Regions from separate parts of the Sus scrofa genome. Here regions 2, 3, 4 and 5 are each linked to region 1. A link is a contact called in public Hi-C and HiChIP or PLAC-seq data. All regions are on one chromosome and are shown on one strand. The core of a region is the stretch at or near the end of the contact, and the rest is flanking DNA. Distances in the headings are between cores, read along the strand shown. Region 1 has its middle 410 kb from the start of SETD4. Region 2 overlaps LOC106505851 (a long non-coding RNA gene). Region 3 has its middle 120 kb from the start of SETD4. Region 4 has its middle 240 kb from the start of RUNX1. Region 5 overlaps LOC106505851 (a long non-coding RNA gene).

Region 1 (2,700 bases), core at 101-2,600:
AACATGGATGAGGCTCAAACCTAAATTAATTTTCTAATTATTAATAGAAGTTTTAGGAGTCCCTGTTGTGGCTCAGGGGAAACAAATCTGACTAGTGTCCGTGAGGATGCAGGTTTGATCCCTGGCCTCGCTCAGTGGGTTAAGGATCCAGCATTGCTGTGAGCTGTGGGGTAGGTCGCAGACACTGCTCGGATCTGGCATGGCCGTGACTGAGGCTGTCTGTGGCTGTGGCCGGTAGCTACAGCTCTGATTCTAACTTAAGCTTGGGAACCTCCATATGCCATGGGTGTGGCCCTAAAAGACCAAAAAAAAAAAAAAAAAAAGAAGTTTCAGTACCTTTTTTGTCTTTTTAGGGCCACACCCGCAGCACATGGAAGATCCTAGGCTCAGGGTCTAATTAGAGCTGTAGCCACTGGCCTACACCACAGCCACAGCAATGGGGATCCGAGTCGAATCTGCATCTTACACCACATCTCATAGCAATGCCGGATTCTTAACCTACTGAGTGTGGCCAGGGATCAAACCCCCGTCCTCATGGATACTAATCATATTCCTTACTGCTGAGCCACAACGGGAACCCCTCAGTACATTTTAAGGCTGGGGCAAGTTTCGCTTTTGTTTTACACATCTCTGTAGTGGTTAAATTATTATAACAATCACATATTAATATTAAAAATTTAAATATAAAATGCAATAAACCTTGTAATTAAGGTTGGTAGGTAAGCAGTAATTTTATATTATAAAATTAAATATTTTAATTATTTTTGATTTATAATTCAAATATAAAATATATTATTTATATTTTAAATATAAAATTAAGTAATGGAAGTGAATTTGAAAGTGAAGGAGATCAAAACATATCCACCTGAAATATGCTGCTTTGGGATATTGATTAGTCTGAACTGTAAATAACTGAGCAACAGCTCTCCACTCTCACCCTTTCTGCCTAAAATCAAGACAGAAATTTCCCACGAGAAAGATATCTCTTGATACCAGAAAGAAGAGAACATTCTTATCCTGGGAGATGGGGGTAGGGTTTGATGCCAAGATGAATGGACTCATCAGAAGCACAAACCTTACTAAAATAACCATCATTGTCCATTAGTTTCCCTCATGTATTTCCTATCCACTTTCCTGCAGTGGATCACACCTAAAAACTCAAATCCCTTTCCTTTGTCTTGTCACTTCTCCACAAATTTATCATCTTTTGTTAAGGCCGTATGTAAGCTCCTGAGTCTTGCCAGTTCTTTGGAGTTTTCACTTTCCACCTATGAAGCCCTCTGTGTCCCATAAAACATGTTAACATCGGAGTTCCTTTGTGGCTCAGTGGACTAAGAATCCAGTGTTGTAACTGCAGCAGTTGGGTCATTACTGTGGCGCAAGTTCAATCCCTGGCCCGGGAACTTCCACATACCACAGATGCAGCCAAAAAGAAAAAAAGAAGATATTCATATCATATGAACCTTGTGCACTTTACTTACATGACTCTATCCGTTGTTAGTTTGAGTACCCCAATAAAAAGATCTAAGAGGGTAGAAGAAAAGATTTCTCCTATAAAAACAAAGAACCAAGTCACTAATTGTTCTTCTAGGTGACTTAGAGAGTGAGGACCATATACAGAATAGGTTACTCATTTAGTCACTGAACAAACTCAAATTTCAACTTCAGAATAAATAAAAATTAATTTTTATTTGACTTACTATATCATTTGGGATGCATTTGGAGAAATAGGAAACATACTAACAGAGTTTTAAATCAAAAGGACACTTATTTACATTGCAAAAACTGCAAGTAGGTGCTGGTCCCAGGCACAGCAATGACTTCAACTCCTAAACTTTTCTTTCTCTTTCATTTGAGCAATGCCCCCCAACACACTCCTGTTCACAAGACGGCTGCTGCTGCTCCAACCACTGTGTCCTCACACATCTGTGTGCAGCCAGCAGGAGGAGCTGGTGCCAAAGGGCTTTCTTTTCTGCATGTCCTATTTGTCAGGGAGGAAAAAGTCTTTTCTGTAAATCCAGAAGAGATTTCTTACATCTCTTTGGTCAGAGTAAGGTCAAATGGCAACCACTAATCACTGGCTAAATCAATTGGGATTGTCACCATTCAGTTATACCAACTAAATCATCCAGATTAACACATTGCTGCCTGAACAAAATCAGACTCTATAGACTAGGAAGACATTTCCAATGTTTGTGTAGATCAATAATTACAGGTTGTTTCAATAATGCCCTGTGCAATCAATGCTTAGGGTGTGGACATTTTATCCTGAGGTAAAGAAGGGAAAAAAGGTAAGTTCTGGCTTAAATCACACCAGCTTTGCATCTTTGAGCAAGTGACTAATTTCTTGAGGGTCAATTTCCTTATCTGTAAAGTGGGAATAATAATAATCCCTGACTTGTAGGAGCTGGGAAGGAATAACAGAAATAGTGCAATGGAAAACCCTGGGCATAGTGTCTGGCATGTGATCTGTGCTTAATAAACAACAGGTGGCAGAAAGAGGAGACTGGGCTTAAACCACAGCTTGTGTCAACAAGTCAGTTTGTACATTCCTATAGATGTTCCCTTTAGAGACGTAGAGAGTATGTACTTGAAGTCGTCATGGGGTTGCTGTGAGGAGTAAATGAGGTTCAGGTAAGCCCATGGTTGATGCCCAGTGAGTTCTACTTGGGGAATCAGGAGTCCAGTTGGGAATCAGGC
Region 2 (2,700 bases), core at 85-2,584, 360 kb after region 1:
AAACTCAAAGTGTTCTTTTTTTCCATAGAATCCCTAATGTGATAATCTTGACACTGTGCCATATCTACTTGAGCCAGTTGAGGACATCTCAGGTTATTCCTCATCTGGATCACCAGAATGTTATGTTTTATCTTCAGACCTTTGCATATGCTACCCATCGCCCATCCTCTGCTCTAGCCTAGAAAACTCTTTCTCTCCTATTTTGCCCCCTTTCTAGAAGCTCTCCCCACCCTCCAGCACCCCATTCTGGCCTCCCTAATCAGGCCCCATTTTATTCTCCAAGTTACAGCTTAGATTCCCTTCCTCCAAGGAACCAGGATTGGGTTACCTTTATGGCTGTCCTACTGACCTGTATTTGGAATGTGATACACACACACTTGCATCTTACTGTTCTGTTACTTACTGTCTGTATGGCCTTGTGCAAGTGTTTTTGCTGAACCCCAGATTCTTAATTCTTAGAAATAAATAAAACTTTCTCATTGGGCTGTCACTAGGATGAAATAAGAAAGTACCTAACACCCAGTTCAGTGGTTGTAAATGATGGCTTTCATCCACCACAGCTAATTGGTCATCATTATTGCACAGTCCTTAAATGTTAAAAATCTAAAGTAGAGTTTTGGAAGTCATGGATCATAGTCAAATCATGGTTGAAGCCTTGGGCATGACATGGGTTGAAAAGGTGCTCCATATGCTTTGTGTCCAGATAACTCTCTCATGCATCAAAATCAACTGGAGGGTCACCTGTCCCCTTTTCCCATCCCCAAGAGTCAGTCAGCTGGCCTGCAGCAAAAGATGGCCTTTGATATCTATAAAGGCTCTCAGAGGAGCAGCAAATTTGGGATCCACTGCTTAGGATGATCCACAAGTGCAGAGTACAGGGAACATGCTTTGATGGAAGCCTGATTTGCATCTTAGAATGTGTATCTATCCCTTTATTTAGAAGTGGATCATAGTGGTACTTTACAAAAAGTTAGGATGTGGAGGTGCAGACAGACCAAAACCTTGACCAACTTTCTTTTACATTGCATAGCTGGGACCTCCACCTCATAAAATATGGGAAAAATTAATTTGATCAGAAATGTTTTAATGGTAAAATCTTTCAAGTGGCTATCTCAACCATAAAAGTGACCAATATGAGGCTGAACACTCCTTTGAAAAGAAATCAGCTATAAATAATAAACTTCTGTAACTGAAAGATTTGAGTGATTGATTAAGCTTACTTAGTTTCAGTTTCCATTCAAGGCTGAAAATTGTTAACTCAACACAATGGCTTTTTGTTTTGGCATGATTGACGCTGAGCTCATATTTCTCAGCATAATTATATTACCCAACAGGTTCATCCACTTCCTAGTGATGGCTCCAGTTCTTCATAAGACAGCTGAGACCTCAATTTAGTGGAGAGTAGGTGTCTTCTTCTTTGTTATAAGTCTCACAGCTGGGTCAAATTTGTTAAATATGTTTGATTTGCCTATGGTACATGACTTAATATGAGAACTTAATCTGTCCAATCCACTGTGAATTTGGCAACAGTAGTAAGACACTTTTAGGACAACTTTAGAAGTCTTGGATGATTATCACATTTATATCAAATAAACCAAAGTGTTAAGAGCTAGTGGGAGGGAATGAATACTGAATAAGTCAAGCTTCATTCTCTATTTTGTTCATAAATATTAAACGCAAATTTGTCACAATCAGCAATTGAATAAAATCTCATTCTAACATAAAATTTTTATTCCCCAAATTCACTATTCAAGTTATGTATATCATCACAAAGTAGGGTTATATAGGTAAAGACCAGACATAAGACCTAAAAAATCAATATAGATCCCAAATTACACAATAGAAAATTAGACTTAATTTACATTTTCAGGAAATTATGTCCAAAAATATCAGAACATACATTATTTTCAAGTGCACATGGAACATTCTCAAGGATTGACCACATACTGGGGCACAAAACCAACCTCAACAAATTTAAAATTATAGAAATTATTTCAAGTATCTTCTCTGACTGCAATGGCATGAAAGTAGAAATCAACCACAGGAAAAGAAATGATAAAAAATACTTACTACATGGAGACTGAAAAACATGCTACTAAAAAACCAATTGGTCAATAAGGAAATCAAGAAGGAAATTAAAAAATACCTTGAGACAAATGATAATGAAGACACAACCACTCAAAATCTACGGGATGCTGAAAAAGCAGTGCTCAGAGGGAAATTCATAGCAATACAGGCTTCCCTCAAAAGAGAAGAAAAATCTTAAATCAACAACTTAACCCGTCACCTAAATGAATTAGAAAAAAAAAAGATCAAACAAAACCTAAAGTCAGCAGAAGGAAGGAAATCATAAACATCAGAGAGGAAATCAATAAAATAGAGATTTAACAAACAGAAAAAAATCAATAAAACCAAGAGCTGGTTCTTTGAAAAGGTAAACAAAATTGAGAAACCTCTGGTCAGACTCACAAAGAAGAGGAGAGAAAAAACCCAAATAAACAAAATAAGAAATGAAAAAGGAGAAATTAGAGTTCCTGTTGTGGCATAGTGGAAATGAATCTGACTAGGAACCATGAGTTGTGGGTTCAATCCCTGACCTCACTCAGTGGGTTAAGAATCCAGCATTGCCATGACCTGTGGTGTAGGTCACAGACACAGCTCAGATCTGACATTACTGTGGCTGTGGTGTAGGCTGGAAGC
Region 3 (2,700 bases), core at 75-2,574, 290 kb before region 1:
TTTTCATTCACCAAAACCCCTCAGTAGGATAAACTCTAAGTTGAGTTGCTTTACTTGCATGGACCTTATAAGATCTGGCGGTTTGGGTTGGCGTCGTTCCTGCCTGGAAGAAAGGTACCAACTTTTCTTCCTTATAATTGTGCACAAACCTCTCTGGTGCTTAAAAGACAGAGTTTGAAGTATTTTTCCTTTCTTACAAAGGAAAGAAAATACGATGGTGTGCCATTTTATACATGCAATACGTTAGGACACAACTAAAGGTAAAAAGCAGCCTAGAATTTCCACATATTGATATTTCTTAGTGGTGGGAGGTAAGTCAAGGATGAAACATGCATGCACACACATGAACACACATGCACACGCATACACACAGAGAGATAGTTTCCTATTATTAGCACAGAAAATTTTTTGTATACTAATTATTGATGGACCTGAATCAGAGTATTATAGTTTTATATTTGCCTTTGGTTAGTTTGTGAGCATAATGCTTGAACTGATTAACATAAAGGATGGTATAAAATTAATTTCTATAACAATCAGAACAAGATTTATATAAAGTCACTTTAAAAGTACTATTTCTAGAGTTCCTGATGTGGTGCCATGGGCTAAGAATCCTACTGCAGTGGCTCTGGTTGCTGAAGAGACATGGTTCAATCCCCAGCCTGAATGGCACAGCCTTGGCTTGGATTCAATCCCTGGCCTGGAAACTTCCATATGCTGCGGCCGTGGACATTAAAAAAAAAAAAAAAAGCACTATTTCCTAATACTCAGTTTCTGGTTAAGAGGAAATGGGTGAACTTGTTATAAAAATCAAAGAAAGAAAACAATCTTGCAAGTATCTCAAATTTGGAATTATTGATATAGCATTTGCTTTTATTTTCTAGAACTTTTTGAAAATCATTGTCTTACCATTGGATAACAAATATTTTGGTCTTGCTTTGAGAGATGTTCTGTTTTGAATGTGGGATTTTGTTTTGTCGTTCATAAATAGAGATGACAGAAAGAAAGACATTTTCAAATATATTTACATATTTATACATTATGGAAAATTCTGATACAAATGTCATGCAAATTATTGAAAATTCTGTTTTTTATCTTTGTTTGCTGTATCCCTTCAAACTTAGCTTAGTGCCTGATACATTAGATATTTAATAATAATTATCAGATAAAACAATTGTAAATGAAGGACGCCTTGCTTTCTCTCCGTAGTCTGTATGTTGCCCTGTTTCACCCAACTGCCGCTAGATGTCTCTCGTATCCGTGCTAGATCTACATTAATACGCAGACGCGTTCCTGCCTGCAGATAATGCCTGAAGCTAAGGCTCGGAATCCTGTTGAAAGAAGGGCTCAGTTCTCCCTTTTTGCTGGGCACCAGTTCAAGTGCTCTAGACGACTTGTGTATACAGACGCGTCAGACAAAGCTGTGATGTTCGTGTAAAGTGGAAGAAGGAACAGAGGGCTATTCTCCTTGAGTCGGGCTTAGCTACCCTATCCTGGATGCTAGGAACATTTTCGAGTCAGCGAATTTTAAATTAGCCAAGCACAGACTTGAGTCACTGGTGTGAACACTCTCTCCCTTTCTCCCCTCACTTCCCCCCCCTCCCTCCTCCTCCTTCTCTCCCTCTCTTTCTTGCCCACAGGCCAACTTGCACACACAGCTTTGATGCACTTTCTGTGTCAACACACGAGCACTGGAGCCCTGACGGTGTTTAGGAGATAGTGCATTTGTGAACTGTTTATCTGTGATTCTTGGGGGCGGAATCATCTGTTGTTGAAGAGACAAACCTACTCTACTGGCACTGCTTTGTGGTCAAACTTAATCATCAGAGTAACTGAAAAGTAGATTAGCGTTCCCGGACTTCTGTAAGTCTTTCCCTTGGGGTGCAGACTAGTCAGACTAGAATGCCTTGCGGGGCCGGGGAACGCGCGAGGGTTGCGGCATGCAGGCTTCACTTAGACATACTAACATCCATGTAAAACAGGAACACTGAAAAGGAGTCTTCTGGATAAATGCATTTCTTTGAATAGCCGTATTCCCCACCTTCCAATATGAATGATACATTTCACTGTAAAAATTTGAAAAAAGGAGTATCATGAAAATAATATTCTTAGCGTTTAGAGACAAAATTACATCAGTTAATTTATAATTTACATCTCCTGTGCATTTATATTATATTATGAAATACTCCCTTATAATATCCCATATTATTCTCTTTAAAAACCCAATTTTCAACAGCAGCGTAGTAGCCCATCTTTTGCCCGTGCTTCACTTGTTTAATCATTTTCCTATTGGCAGAGATTGAGGTTGCTCCAAATTTACTTCAGAAATGATGCTGAAAGATATTTTTACATATGCATTTTCCACCTCTCTGATTGATTCTTTAAAATAAATATCTGTAATTGGATTAAAGGAGGACACATGTATTCTTTTTTTAAAGTTTTATTGAGGTATAAATAATTAGTTCACGTATTCTTGATATGGAAGCAAAATGCAAACGTCCTCAGAGAAGAACTCTCCATCCTTTTGGTTACATTTTTATTTGTTGTATCCTTTCAAATGATATTCCTTTTTGTTATAAACTCAGGGCCGATCAGGGATTCTGAAACTAGAATTGTGTCTAAATTTGGAAAGTATTTCTCAGGCAGCATCGCTTCACAGAAGACAACATTAGGGTAGGAAACTCAGATTGTTCTGTTTTG
Region 4 (2,700 bases), core at 54-2,553, 300 kb after region 1:
ATCTGATTTGTATTCATGTCATAGAATCTGTTCCTATTATACTTTGAAATATTGATTTGCTCATCATTCCAAATTTAAAATCTGTAATAAACCAGTTTGTCTCTGGTACTTAAACATGGCCTGGGATATTTACTAAAGATAAAAATAAGGTCCTGTCGTTAAGTGAAATTTAGTAATAGATTCAGGTTTTTGGGACTCAAAGCTTAAATTGCTAAAAGGCATCATTATTATTTCGTAGTCTGGGTGGGAGAAGAGTCTTGCCGACATCAGAATGGTCCCAAGCATGGAGGATTCCATCCTTTAAGGCACATTTAAAAGTTTGTGTTCAAGTTCATTTAGTCTTGGCAAAAGTCAACTTCCTGTTTTTAAGGAAAATGAAATTGACTCAAATTGTATGAATATCAAGTAAATTGCCAATGAAGCAGTGTTTAGCTAAGTAAAACAAAAATGAATCACAAGTGTATGAATTTTTGTATGATAAATGAAAATAAAAATCTAAGGGAAGAAACGTCTTGTAAAAAGCTTTTGGGATTTAATCAAATATTTGGAGATTAGTTTGATGGAGATAATTATTCATCTATCCTTTGCTATTATTCTTATTTTGGGTATAATCAGATTTTGGTTTCTTTGGTCTTCAAATTAATGATATCCCTTGGTTTCAAATGTATAAGAGCTGTATTATAGGGTAGATACTTAAACAAAAACAGACTCCATAAAAAGTAACCATTATTCACATTTTCAACACAAACTCCATGTGTAGAGTATGAAAAGATTTGGCCACAGTTAAATATGTTCACATCGCTGTGTTTCTTTCCACCCAGAAGGGGAATTACATTAAATATACAAGACATAATATTTATGTTGGCATGATTCGATCTATTTACCCATTTAAAGTAAAGACTATTAACACAGGCATACTGCAGGACTGAAAGCATGATCGGTACTTCCTTCCTCCATTAATTCATCTATTCAATTGATCCACAAAAATATATGAAGCATTTGCTACGTTCCCCACCCTGCTTCACAAAAGCATACTCTCATATTTTCAAAGACATCAGTTATTCCCATGTCTTCTTTGTGAGTTTGGGGGCAGATTAAAAATGCCCAGAAATTCTTGAACCTCCCCTCTGGGGGAGTGTTATGCCCCCGACCCTCTATCTGGGGGGCTCTGTGATTTGTTTGGCCAAGAGAGTATGGGAAAGTGACATGGTGTCCTTCTAATGCAAGGTTAGGTTACAAAAGTCTTGCAGCTTCTGCCTTGGTCCTTTGGAAAACTTGCCCTCAGAACTGAGTCACTGTGTAGAAGTCCCAGTATACAGAGACTGGGGCTGCTGTGCATGATTGGAGGAACCCAACTCACAGTCCAGGAGAGGTTCTAGAAGATGAGATGTCACATGGAGAGAGAGAGAGAGCGAGCGAGAGAGAGAAGCACCAGGGAGCCAGATGTATGAGGGCAGAGGATATCTGGAAGTGGTTTCTCTAGCCCCAGTCATGCCACAGCTGAAGCCACATAGAGAATAGAGATGGGTCATCCAGTCAAGACCTCCCCAAACTGTGAAGAAAACAAAATCATTGGTTTAAGTTGACAAACTATGGGGTAGTTTGTTACACAGCAAATATGACTGGAGCAAGGCTATTATAGTAGATTACTAAGGTAATAAGGACTTGCTAGTGGAAAAGAAAACCTTTTCCTTGGGAATTTAAAAAAAAATCGGGAAGAGCTGTAGTATATTTGTCTTCTGAATGCAAATTGTTTAAAGCTTTTATACCATAAGGTCATCCTCCAAAATCATGGATCTAAAATTTTGATTATTGATAAAGCTAGACTCACCCCCTTGTTTCTTTTCTAAAAACTTAATCCACACTTATTAGATTCCAGATATTGGGATTCAAGAGTGAAAAAAAATATCACAGTCCCTGCCTTCAAGGACTTAAAAAAAATGCTCTAAATTGTTCTCCTTTGCTATAAGACTGGTTTTTGGTAAGGAGCAACATCTAACACCTTGAGGAAGTTCTTAAGAATGGGAGATTAATTCCACTGATGATTACAATTTCAAGAGTGATAGTCAGTTGCCCTTTTTCCGTGATAGTAAAATGGACACGTATAGTACAAGAGAAAAGGTGGTATAGATTATATTCTACTGCTCACAGCTTTTGACACGGTCTCAGATGTCTATGACAAGTAGTTGTGTTGAAACATTCAAAAGAAAATCTTAGCATAAAAGGTCACCCACTGTTACTTGAATCTTGGGGGTCACAACGCAGTGACTGGATGAAGTTGTTGCAATTGATTTTCCAAAGCAATCTGTTCTTTTTTAAACTTTTATATTGCATTTTATTTCTCATAACATCTATATTCATTTGAAAAATATTTCTTTGCATATTCTCAAACATATTTATTTAGTTCAAGGCTTCATTGATATATGACTTCCCAACTGTTAGGAAGATCTCTACAGCCCCGAGAGGATCAGAAGACCCCGTGATTTTTATTTCTTCACATTTTTTAGTTTTTTTTCAGTTGAATTATTTTTTATTAAAGTATAGTTGATTTACAACATTGTGCCAATTTCTGCTGTACAGCAAAGTGACCCAGTCATACATATATACACATTCTTTTCCTCACACTATTTTCCATCATGTTCTATTCCAAGAGACTTGATATAGTTCCCTGTGCTGTACAGCAGGACCTCATTGCTTATC
Region 5 (2,700 bases), core at 66-2,565, 330 kb after region 1:
GAGTGGGCAAGAAGCAATAGAACAACAGCAGAGAGTTTAATTTTGAGAGGTCTGTGCACCAGTGGAGGAGGAGTTGGATACAGTAGCCTGGAGCTCAGCTGAGAGCCGTCACCATTACAATGGTTTGTTCACCCTGGATGGATGCGCTCACTCGGGGGGCGGGGGGGCAGGGTGTGTGGAGAGAAGGACCAAGGAAAGGAGGACCACAAGCAGGAGGATGGGTGTGATCATCCCACTGTGACAACAGGAACCTGTGTCATCTAACAGGTACCAGGGCAGACCTCACAGTGCTTTCTCCAAAGGCCCTGGGATCTAGCCTCCAATATGAGACAGTCCCTCATTTCTCTGGGTGTAGCCCTACCATTCACATCCCTCTAAAAATGCCAGAGTGGATAAGCCATTTTTATAATAAAAGAAACCAACTTCTAAAAATTGCCTCATTCGATGCTTACTAAGGATCTGCAATAGTAACATGACCATCTGACAGGTGTGGAAACTTGGTTTGGGGTTAAGAAATGTAGCCTGTGTCAAACAGCTATTAAATGTCATGAGTAGAGCTTGATGTCAAGGTTCCTTCCAGAGCCTGGGCAACAAACCATAGAAAGAAGAGAATGAAGGCAGCATCTGGTTACAGTTTATGCCATCAGTTAAAGAGACTATCTCCCCAAAATGGGAATACAAAAATCACTCATGCATTGACATCGCTGGCAAAACAGAACATCAGCTTCTCAGGGTGTGCAGGTCAAGTTTGCTCCAGTTACAGGGGATCTGGTTAGTCCTGGGATTAGAAGGTCAGGGAAGGCTTTGAGCTTGGCGAGAAGCAAAGGCAAGGCCAGGTATAAAGATCCTGAGAGGAACACAGACCAACTGGCCCAACGACAAAGTTCAATGAACAACAGAGCCCCCACATCAGCCCTCTGCCGAGGTGTTTCTGTGGGTCACCCTGGGAAGCCATCTCTCCTGTGCTTCACTGCGAACAAAACTGGGACTTTTCCCAGAATCCGTCCCATGTCCTAGACAGATCATTTCATGTAAATCCACATGGTGAATAATTCATACTTCCTCCTGTGGCCTGTCCAGTAACAATGATCCAGTTCTTCTGTGATCATCATGAATATCTGAGTTAAAAGCTGTCTTATCAACACCCTATTCTAGGATGGTGCTGTCAGTGCGTGAGACCCAGAGTGGGAAAAAAAATCCAATGGGAAATTCCCTAAAAAGTGCTCTTTCTCAATGAGGGTCAGTGCTGTTCAGCGCACTGCATCACACACACACACACACTGTCACATTGTGATATTCTGTTTAGTAATTATGATAACATATTTGGTTCCTTTTCGTGAAGTATACCATCCGTTTTGATTCACCCTCATGCATCTGGACAGCAAGGTTTGTGGGTGGTTTTCTCTTCTGTGATGATATCTGTGACACTCAACTTACATGAACTTTTTTCGGCATATTTTGAATTCTAAGAAAATCAAAACAAAAAAAGTAGGTGCGTCAAGACTTCCTCTTTTTCCGGGACATGTCACCTCTTTCCTATGTCATCATTATTTCTCTTCCCCTTTCCTCCAGTACCCAATTATTCTTGTCTTCAAACTGCACTGCTCCTTTCCTGCCCAAACCCCTGTGTATTAGTTTCCTGAGGCCTTCAGTACAAAATACCACAAATCAGGTGGAGAACAACAGAAATGGATTCTTTCACACTCCCAGAGACCAAAAGTCCAAAACCAAGGTGTCATCGGGGCCGGGCTCAGCCCGAGACTCTGGGTGGAATCCTCGCTTGCCCCTTCCAGCTTCTGGTGCTGATGATACTCCTTGGGGTTCCTCGTCTTGCATCTTCGTCACCTCGTGCAGCTCACTGCTGCCTCTTTCATCAACGTGGAGTTTTCCTTGCACATCTGCATCCAAATATTCCTCTTCTTATAAGGACACCGGTCACATTTGGATGAAGGTCCACCCTAATAATTTTCATGTCAGCCTGAGGGCATCTGTGAAGACCCTAGGTCCAAATAAGGTCACAGTCACAAGTACCAGGTATTAGGACTGTCACACATCTTAAGGGACACAGTTCAGCTCTTCAACCTACAACACCCTGTGTCACTTATGGTTAGTTGTGGTATGAGGTCAAATACTCCCCCAAATATGCCTTAAATTTCTTAATAGTATATGTATTGAAAGCTGTATAACTTAAATTCCCTCAAGGACAATTAACCACACAAATTACCTTTTCAAACTAAAATGTTAGTCCTTTGAGGAAACCTCTGTATTAACAAGCATCCTTACATGCATACACACACGGTTTTTCTCTGTCTTTTCTCACCCATTTATTTCTTTTTTAGGGGATTTAATCATGTTATAATACATGTTTTGAATTGTCATACATATGAATTCAAAAATCAGCCTTATTCTAGCTTTGCTCTTTTCCATTTAAAAATCAAAGAAAGAGACTAAAATGTCTGGCCAGTGAAATCAGCCACCTGTGGTGACCCCTTCTTATTTTCCCTTCTGGCCCTCCTTTCAGCCCTAGCAGTCTCAAGAGCAGGACGACTGTGTAGACTCAATATTCTGTTGGCAGAATGCTGTATCAGTTAAGAGTGTGGACTCTGGAAGGCAGAAGAAGAGATTAGAGTCAGGCTCTCACACACTCATGACATGTTTTGGGTTCCATAATTTAGCCACCATCAAGGGCTCGTTGTGATG

Evidence for each region. Hi-C and Micro-C count contacts between places; a contact is called where the count stands out from the background. HiChIP or PLAC-seq counts read pairs in DNA pulled down with a chosen protein or histone mark.
Region 2: a contact with region 1 is called in an H3K27ac HiChIP or PLAC-seq map of alveolar macrophages. The contact joins two enhancer-like sites. A contact is called at or near these places in 2 of 2 datasets of contacts at active chromatin or transcription factors (alveolar macrophages and skeletal muscle).
Region 3: a contact with region 1 is called in a Hi-C map of alveolar macrophages, with 2.9 times the contacts expected there. The contact joins two enhancer-like sites. A contact is called at or near these places in 5 of 47 Hi-C or Micro-C datasets (alveolar macrophages, embryonic fibroblasts, heart right ventricle and 1 more) and 1 of 2 datasets of contacts at active chromatin or transcription factors (alveolar macrophages).
Region 4: a contact with region 1 is called in an H3K27ac HiChIP or PLAC-seq map of alveolar macrophages. The contact joins two enhancer-like sites. A contact is called at or near these places in 1 of 47 Hi-C or Micro-C datasets (epiblast stem cells) and 1 of 2 datasets of contacts at active chromatin or transcription factors (alveolar macrophages).
Region 5: a contact with region 1 is called in an H3K27ac HiChIP or PLAC-seq map of alveolar macrophages, with 18 times the contacts expected there. The contact joins two enhancer-like sites. A contact is called at or near these places in 1 of 47 Hi-C or Micro-C datasets (embryonic fibroblasts) and 1 of 2 datasets of contacts at active chromatin or transcription factors (alveolar macrophages).

Annotation. Positions count from the first base shown.
Region 1 is chr13:199,181,366-199,184,065 of Sscrofa11.1, reverse strand. No RefSeq gene overlaps it. Among named protein-coding and RNA genes, the nearest start is that of SETD4, 410 kb to the left of the region's middle. Within about 2 kb of position 1,350, at least 2 of the 83 cell types and tissues checked have an H3K27ac peak or open chromatin away from gene starts, as enhancers often do. A contact at or near this core is called in alveolar macrophages, where this site is marked.
Region 2 is chr13:198,825,940-198,828,639 of Sscrofa11.1, reverse strand. All of the region lies in intron 1 of LOC106505851 (a long non-coding RNA gene), which reads right to left. Among named protein-coding and RNA genes, the nearest start is that of RUNX1, 190 kb to the right of the region's middle. Within about 2 kb of position 1,334, at least 2 of the 83 cell types and tissues checked have an H3K27ac peak or open chromatin away from gene starts, as enhancers often do. A contact at or near this core is called in alveolar macrophages, where this site is marked.
Region 3 is chr13:199,472,010-199,474,709 of Sscrofa11.1, reverse strand. No RefSeq gene overlaps it. Among named protein-coding and RNA genes, the nearest start is that of SETD4, 120 kb to the left of the region's middle. Within about 2 kb of position 1,324, at least 17 of the 83 cell types and tissues checked have an H3K27ac peak or open chromatin away from gene starts, as enhancers often do. A contact at or near this core is called in alveolar macrophages, where this site is marked.
Region 4 is chr13:198,877,789-198,880,488 of Sscrofa11.1, reverse strand. No RefSeq gene overlaps it. Among named protein-coding and RNA genes, the nearest start is that of RUNX1, 240 kb to the right of the region's middle. Within about 2 kb of position 1,303, at least 1 of the 83 cell types and tissues checked has an H3K27ac peak or open chromatin away from gene starts, as enhancers often do. A contact at or near this core is called in alveolar macrophages, where this site is marked.
Region 5 is chr13:198,855,201-198,857,900 of Sscrofa11.1, reverse strand. The region is part of intron 1 of LOC106505851 (a long non-coding RNA gene); the gene reads right to left. Among named protein-coding and RNA genes, the nearest start is that of RUNX1, 220 kb to the right of the region's middle. Within about 2 kb of position 1,315, at least 4 of the 83 cell types and tissues checked have an H3K27ac peak or open chromatin away from gene starts, as enhancers often do. A contact at or near this core is called in alveolar macrophages, where this site is marked.